2 separate regions of the Bos taurus genome follow, and region 2 is linked to region 1. The links are chromatin contacts, called in public Hi-C maps. All regions are on one chromosome and are shown on one strand. The core of a region is the stretch at or near the end of the contact, and the rest is flanking DNA. Distances in the headings are between cores, read along the strand shown. Region 1 overlaps CRYBG1 (crystallin beta-gamma domain containing 1). Region 2 overlaps CRYBG1 (crystallin beta-gamma domain containing 1).

The links. Hi-C and Micro-C count contacts between places; a contact is called where the count stands out from the background.
Region 2: a Hi-C map of an unstated tissue shows a contact between it and region 1, with 2.0 times the contacts expected there. The contact joins two enhancer-like sites. A contact is called at or near these places in 2 of 11 Hi-C or Micro-C datasets (skin fibroblasts and an unstated tissue).

The regions. Positions count from the first base shown.
Region 1 is chr9:43,385,837-43,388,844 of ARS-UCD2.0, forward strand. CRYBG1 (crystallin beta-gamma domain containing 1) reads right to left here. Exons shown (of 22, transcript XM_003586468.6): 21 at 1,686-1,848. Among named protein-coding and RNA genes, the nearest start is that of RTN4IP1, 58 kb to the left of the region's middle. Within about 2 kb of position 1,530, at least 15 of the 102 cell types and tissues checked have an H3K27ac peak or open chromatin away from gene starts, as enhancers often do.
Region 2 is chr9:43,432,818-43,435,825 of ARS-UCD2.0, forward strand. CRYBG1 (crystallin beta-gamma domain containing 1) reads right to left here. Exons shown (of 22, transcript XM_003586468.6): 3 at 1,242-2,836. Among named protein-coding and RNA genes, the nearest start is that of RTN4IP1, 100 kb to the left of the region's middle. Within about 2 kb of position 1,429, at least 70 of the 102 cell types and tissues checked have an H3K27ac peak or open chromatin away from gene starts, as enhancers often do.

The DNA of each region.
Region 1 (3,008 bases), core at 280-2,779:
TATCCCCAGTCTCTGGCCCAGAGCTGGTCACACTGTGGGTAAGTGGGTACCCAACAAGTACATGTTGAAAGAATAAAAGGAATGCTCTAAGACACTTGCTCAGAAAGATCACAGTGACCTTAACCCTGGACACAGGAAGTGGATCATACTGTAAGAGACACTAGTCCATATTTCCCTCCACATCTGTGTTTCCAATTAGTCACATTTCTTTGGCTTCTCTGGAGGTGTTAAAACTATCTTGTACAGACTGAGGAGCTCCAGTTTAACAAGTTGATCCAAATAAGAATTAAGATAGTGACTCAACCGATGAACCTCAGGCTGATCATCTATAAAATGGGTATCTTGTGTACATATTGACAAGTCTGTTGTGCCAGCCTACAATGCATTCGTCTCCTGTTGCATTTTATACAAGGTATGATGCTGGGCCCCATCCAGCCTGGAGCCAGACGTTGCTTAGTTTTGCTCCGTAAGTGTAGTGCCCTGCCTCCGTCTCAGTGAACTCGGTTTGCCTCTGAGCACCTTTTGCTCCTCTGAGTCTCTGTGACCTCAGACCCCATTGTGAGGTGGCTTGACCACTCTCCCCACCCGCAGATCTGAATCAGTGGCCACCAAAGCCCCTGATGGAAATGTTCAGGCTTATTCTCCATTTTCTACAAGTTAGTTTAAAACTCAGTTACAAGCTATTTCTTTAATCCTATATCTTAATTTTTAATGACAGCTTTGGTCTAGATCCCTGACTCAAGTAAAACAGAGCCAACTTTCTAGCCATAATTTAAAACTGTGTGTGTGTTATATTATATAGTTTCACTAAATTTACAAACATCACCACACTGGTTTTCTGATATGGAATAGAAAGTCTCCATTAATAATTTAAAGCAAAATTACCCCATATGACACAAAATGCACTGTCTTCATTTACTTGTCAGCAGCAACAAGAGTTTACTAAATTCCCATGTCTACATTTGGTAACTTTGTTTTATTTTAAAATTATCATCAGTAGTCCTCCCAGACTGGCAGTATGGGCATTACCCGCAACCCTGTCAGACATGCAGGGTTGTACCCCAGACCTCCTGAATCAGGACCTCTGAGGGCAGGGGACCAGCAATCTGTGTTTTAACAGCCCCTCCAGGAGATTCTGATGCAGATAAAGTTGGGAAACCACTTGCCTAAATAAACGTATTTGGTCTTCTCCAGGCACCATCAATCAGTTCACTCCAGAGTAACTTCACTGAGCAAATGTTCAGTTGAAATCTCTTTGGCTGTGTTTGTTGTTCGTTTTAATTACTTTTCAGTCTTAGATTTTAGGTTACTTGCATGTACATGAGTACCATCAGCTATATAGACTGAGCCTTTTAACTTGTGATTTTTAGTCTGTTGTAATAAATGCTTTAAAGTCGGCCCATGTCCAGATTCCACCTCAGCACTGTGGGTGTGGCCAAACTGACTCACCCCTCTGAACTTCAGTTCTGAGGGGCTGTAAAATGGGGAGAGGAGGGATAACACAGGCCTCTTAGGGCTGCTGTGGAGATCACGTGAGATGACGTGTGTACAGTGTTTATTTAGCACTGAGGCTGGCACAGCATAAGGGATCACTTACTATTAATAGTGCGCCCGATGTCAAAAGTAGAGCTTTTTAGTTAACTAAAGAAAGACACAACAAGGCAGATAGGGGAAATAATCCTTACCTTTGATATCTAAAACTAAATTTGGCTTAAGCTTGCTGTAGATCCTGCCGTCAGGCTTCATGCTCCAGAACTGACTGTCAGCATTCTGTTCGAGCGCCAGGCCCAGCTTTGAGCCAGAGGTTACGAGGCTCCCCGAGATGGTCAGGCAGCAGTCCTCTGCTATCTGCTCAGCAGAAAGGACAAGGTATCTTACACATGGAGGGACACACATTCAAGTACCCTTGTAAGCAGTCCCCTGGGTAAGCTGATTTTTAAAGTTACCTTCGTTCCCAGCTTCATTTACACATGAGTATTTCAGCGTTTAGCCATGGTAACTGGGATCAAACAAATATTTATGCCCTTCGTTTCGGATGACATCAGTAATGGAAAGTTCTCAGTTTTTGTCCTTTGTATGAGGAGACTTAAGCCCTTTGTGACGTCCTCTGGTTTATTAGTAAGGGAAGCCTCAGAACACTATAAGTGCCCATCATTTACTTCTCGCTCCTAGAAAGGACTATGAGCTGCATCTGGGTCTGTAGCTAAATCCTCTCTGATGTATCTACCCCGCTCAGCCTGAGGCTTCCAGCATATGACTGTATCTCTAATTTTGAAGGCTGTTGTAGCACTGAAGTTGCTAAAAGGGCATTTTATCATTTTAAAACTTGGAATTCCATTTATTCTCTTGTGTTCCTTCATGAGAAATATCTAAAATTTTCTTCAAAGGCACGCTATCCAACTATAAAGAGTGTGTTCTAATGCAAAAATCTTACGGCTTCTTCTATGAAGTGAATCTACCTTTAACATATAAACAAGGTATGGTAGTCATTTTCATATGGCATTCACACAAATTGATGTAGAACATGCTTTTGAAAAGTGTACCATTCCATGTTGAGATAAAAGGATTCTGATAATCTAGTACACTTTACTTTTTCTCACTGACTGAACTACTGGATTCAAAGTTGTTAAATAATATCACTGAAATGTTCATTAGAAATAACTGCTGGAAGATGCCATTTCCTTGAATTAAGATAATTCGCAGACAGAAGTTGGCATTTTCAGTTCAGTCGCTCAGTAATGTCTGACTCTATGACCCCATGGACTGCAGCACGCCAGGCCTCCCTGTCCATCACCAACTCCTAGAGTTCACTCAAACTCATGTCCATCGAGTAAGTGATGCCATCCAGCCATCTCATCCTCTGTCATCCCCTTCTCCCGCCTTCAGTCTTTCCAAGAATCACGATCTTTTCAAATGAGTCATTTCTTCACATTAGATGGCCAAAGTATTGGAGTTTCAGCTTCAACATCAGTCCTTCCAATGAATATTTAGGACTGATTTCCTTTAGG
Region 2 (3,008 bases), core at 179-2,678, 47 kb after region 1:
AAAGTCTCAGCTTTAAAAAATGTGTGAATATAGGAAAACACCTTGAGCAGTTTAGATACTCATTTTCACATTTGCTGACTGAGAGATAGGGGAGAGTTGGTAGGGAAAGGGGGAGTCTTGAGTTTTATAGGGTGCCCTCCCTGTCCTGTCTGCCTATACAGACTTCACTCACCATCAAGGCACAATCCCACTTCCTCCAAAAAAAAAAAAAAAAAAAAAAAATCAACAGTGATTTCCTCCTCCTTTCCACACCCCCAGCCTTAGGGATGGTAACATTCATGTGGCAGTTTAATCAGATTATCACCTCATATAATTATTTGATTTGTCGGCATCTTGGGTGCTGGACTGTGCCATAAACTGTTCAAAGGCAATATACAGTGAATCACAGTTGTGGCTTTCCCCACATAGTTCCCAGCACACTACCATGCACAGAAGGTACTCAATAAATATTTGAAAAATCAATACACTTAACAGCACAGTGGTCACAGTCAGCTGTTGAACTTGATCCTTCTAACGTGTCCTTTCATTTGTCAAACAGCTTCCCAGTAAAAACACTAATTTTTCTTCATTTCAATAACTGAAAAATACTTTTTGATCTGGGAGCAAGAATGTCACCAAACTTCCTAACATCATAAAGGGGAAGAAACAACGGAGATGCTTGTATTAGAGATTTTTTTTTAAGCTTTAGGCCAATAATGCACTAAGTTCCATAAAAGGTTCTGTGAATTCTTGTAAACGCACACATGTCAAAGTTACTGGGTGTACTGTACACACTAGAGTTTGCTCCCTGTTTTCAAATTCACTGCATTTACATTTTAAGAATGTTCCACCCAGGAATGCTGGTGTATATTTTGAATAAAGAATAGAATGAGCGCCAATCCAGCCACGTGGTCGTCTATTATGTAAATACTGAACCTCAAGAGATATCTTACTTTTACATTCATTGAACTTAAAAGCCTTATATTAATAGGAATTATTAATAACAACCGACTAGGGTCCTGAACGGGCCATCTTCTTAAACCTTAACTGTGTCAACTACTCCTTCACCATCTCAGTTTCACCACCCAGGAGAAAATTCAATGCACAGGCAGTTCCTCCACGAATGCAAAGACTCCGAGCCCCTCAAGAGCCACTGGGCTGGCCCAACCCAACTCTTAAGCTTACTTATCCAAGAATTCAAATAGAATGAGTCTATTCAGTTTATGAATGATAATGTTGCAAGTGACCCCGCAGTTACTTACAGGGTCACTTTCGTGGTCACCGTCGATCTGCCCACACCGAAGTGGTTCCTGGGCTTCAAGCCCTCAAAGGCGTCAGAACCTCCAGCCGATCTGCCCAAGTCTCTGCTTCGACCTCCGTCTCCCCGGCCATCCAAGAGGTGGGGGAGCGGCCCCCTCTTGTGCTCGGGCTTGATCTCAGGCAGTAGCGAGCTGCTCTTAACCGTGAGCTCCCGGGGGATGACTCGGGCCGCCTCCTCCCCGCTTTCCTTGGCGGCCGGGCTGGGGACGGGGTCTGGCGCCCTCTTGAGAGGGGAGTCCTTGGCCGTAGGCCGCGGGCCGCCTGCGGGCGAGGTGGGCACAGCCTCGGGGACGCGGCTCCGGCCCCTCCTCTTGGTGGGGGAGGAGGCGGGCGGCGGCTGTTTGCTCCGCTCCGGCTCCCCTCGGAGCTGCCCTTTGGGGCTGGGGCTGGACTTGGACTCCAGGCCGGCAGCGGAGGCAACGCCCCCATTGGGGGCCGCCTGCGGAGGAGATTTCACTTTCTTTTCTGCACAGCCATTCTCGGCGGCCGCGTCTGGCGCCACCTCGTCCTCGAACACCGTGTCGTCCCGGGGCTCACAGTCGGGCAACGGCGGGTCAGCGCCGGGGGAGTCGGTGGATCTCTGAGACCGCCTCCTTCTCCCAGACCTGCGGCCGCTCGACCTCTTTTCCATGTCGTCGCAATCGCCGCAATCTCCCGCCCCCGGGCTGATCACGACCGGCTCGTCCACCTGTGCCGCCTCGGTCTTACTTAAGTAGATGTCCAGAGTCAGCACTTTGGCTGGGTGGGCGCGCTCGCGGGGTCGGCAGTCTTGCCCCGGGGGCTCGGCTTTGACGTTGACTGGTGCTGAGCCCGCCCGGTTCTCCGCACCCTCGGCGAGCGGGTCGCCCGGCGGAGCTGAAGAGTCCTCCGGGGCTTGGCTCAGCCCACCCTGGGGCTCCGGAGAGCCTCGGTGGGCACACAAGCGAGGGGCCCCGTCGGCGGGATGCTCCCCGGCGGGCGAGCCCGGCACGCCCCTCGATCCCTGGGTGGGCTCCTGCTCGCGGCCAGCACCGGGCGAAGCGTCCTCCCCGGGACTGCGGATGAGCGCCTCTGCGTTCTCCCGCTTGGAGGAGTTCTCTAATGAGGAATGCAGCTGCTCGGCAGTGGCGGTGGCATCTGGGAAGGTCTCTCCCTCTGCCTCCAGAGGTTCTAATTGGGGTGAATCACTTTCACCGCCCTGCTGCACAGCCGCTGCTGCATGGCTGCCCCGGCCAGGTGATCGCTTGGCGTCCGGGGGGGCTGCCTGCACGCAGCCCTCGGGGTGTTCACCCTCCGGCTCCTGGCACTTCTCCTGTGGGGAACCCTCCTCGCATGCGTCTGTTGGCGTTGGTTGGCCGCTCAGAGGTTGACTCTTCTCAGTCTCTCTTTCCGGGAGTCTGGAAGAGGTTACTTCTTTGGGAGAGCCTGGTTTGGTATTTGAGCTGGTGGGACTCTCTAACCCATTTCTGCTGTTCCTTCTCCTTCCGGCCGTGAACAGAGTGCCAAGTTTTCCCAAAACTGGCTTCCTTTTGTTCTCTTCTGGTGGTTGTGCTCTGGACTGAAAAATAAAAGGGGATGGGAGAGACAGATGTGAGAATCCTGCTTTTCCTATTAGTATTAATAGTAAGTATTAATAGTAAGTACATTATGGAACTACAAGCCAAAATGATAATAGGCTAGAGTTTCTAATTGAATGTGAGAGTTACATTTTCGCATTCATTCCAACAAAA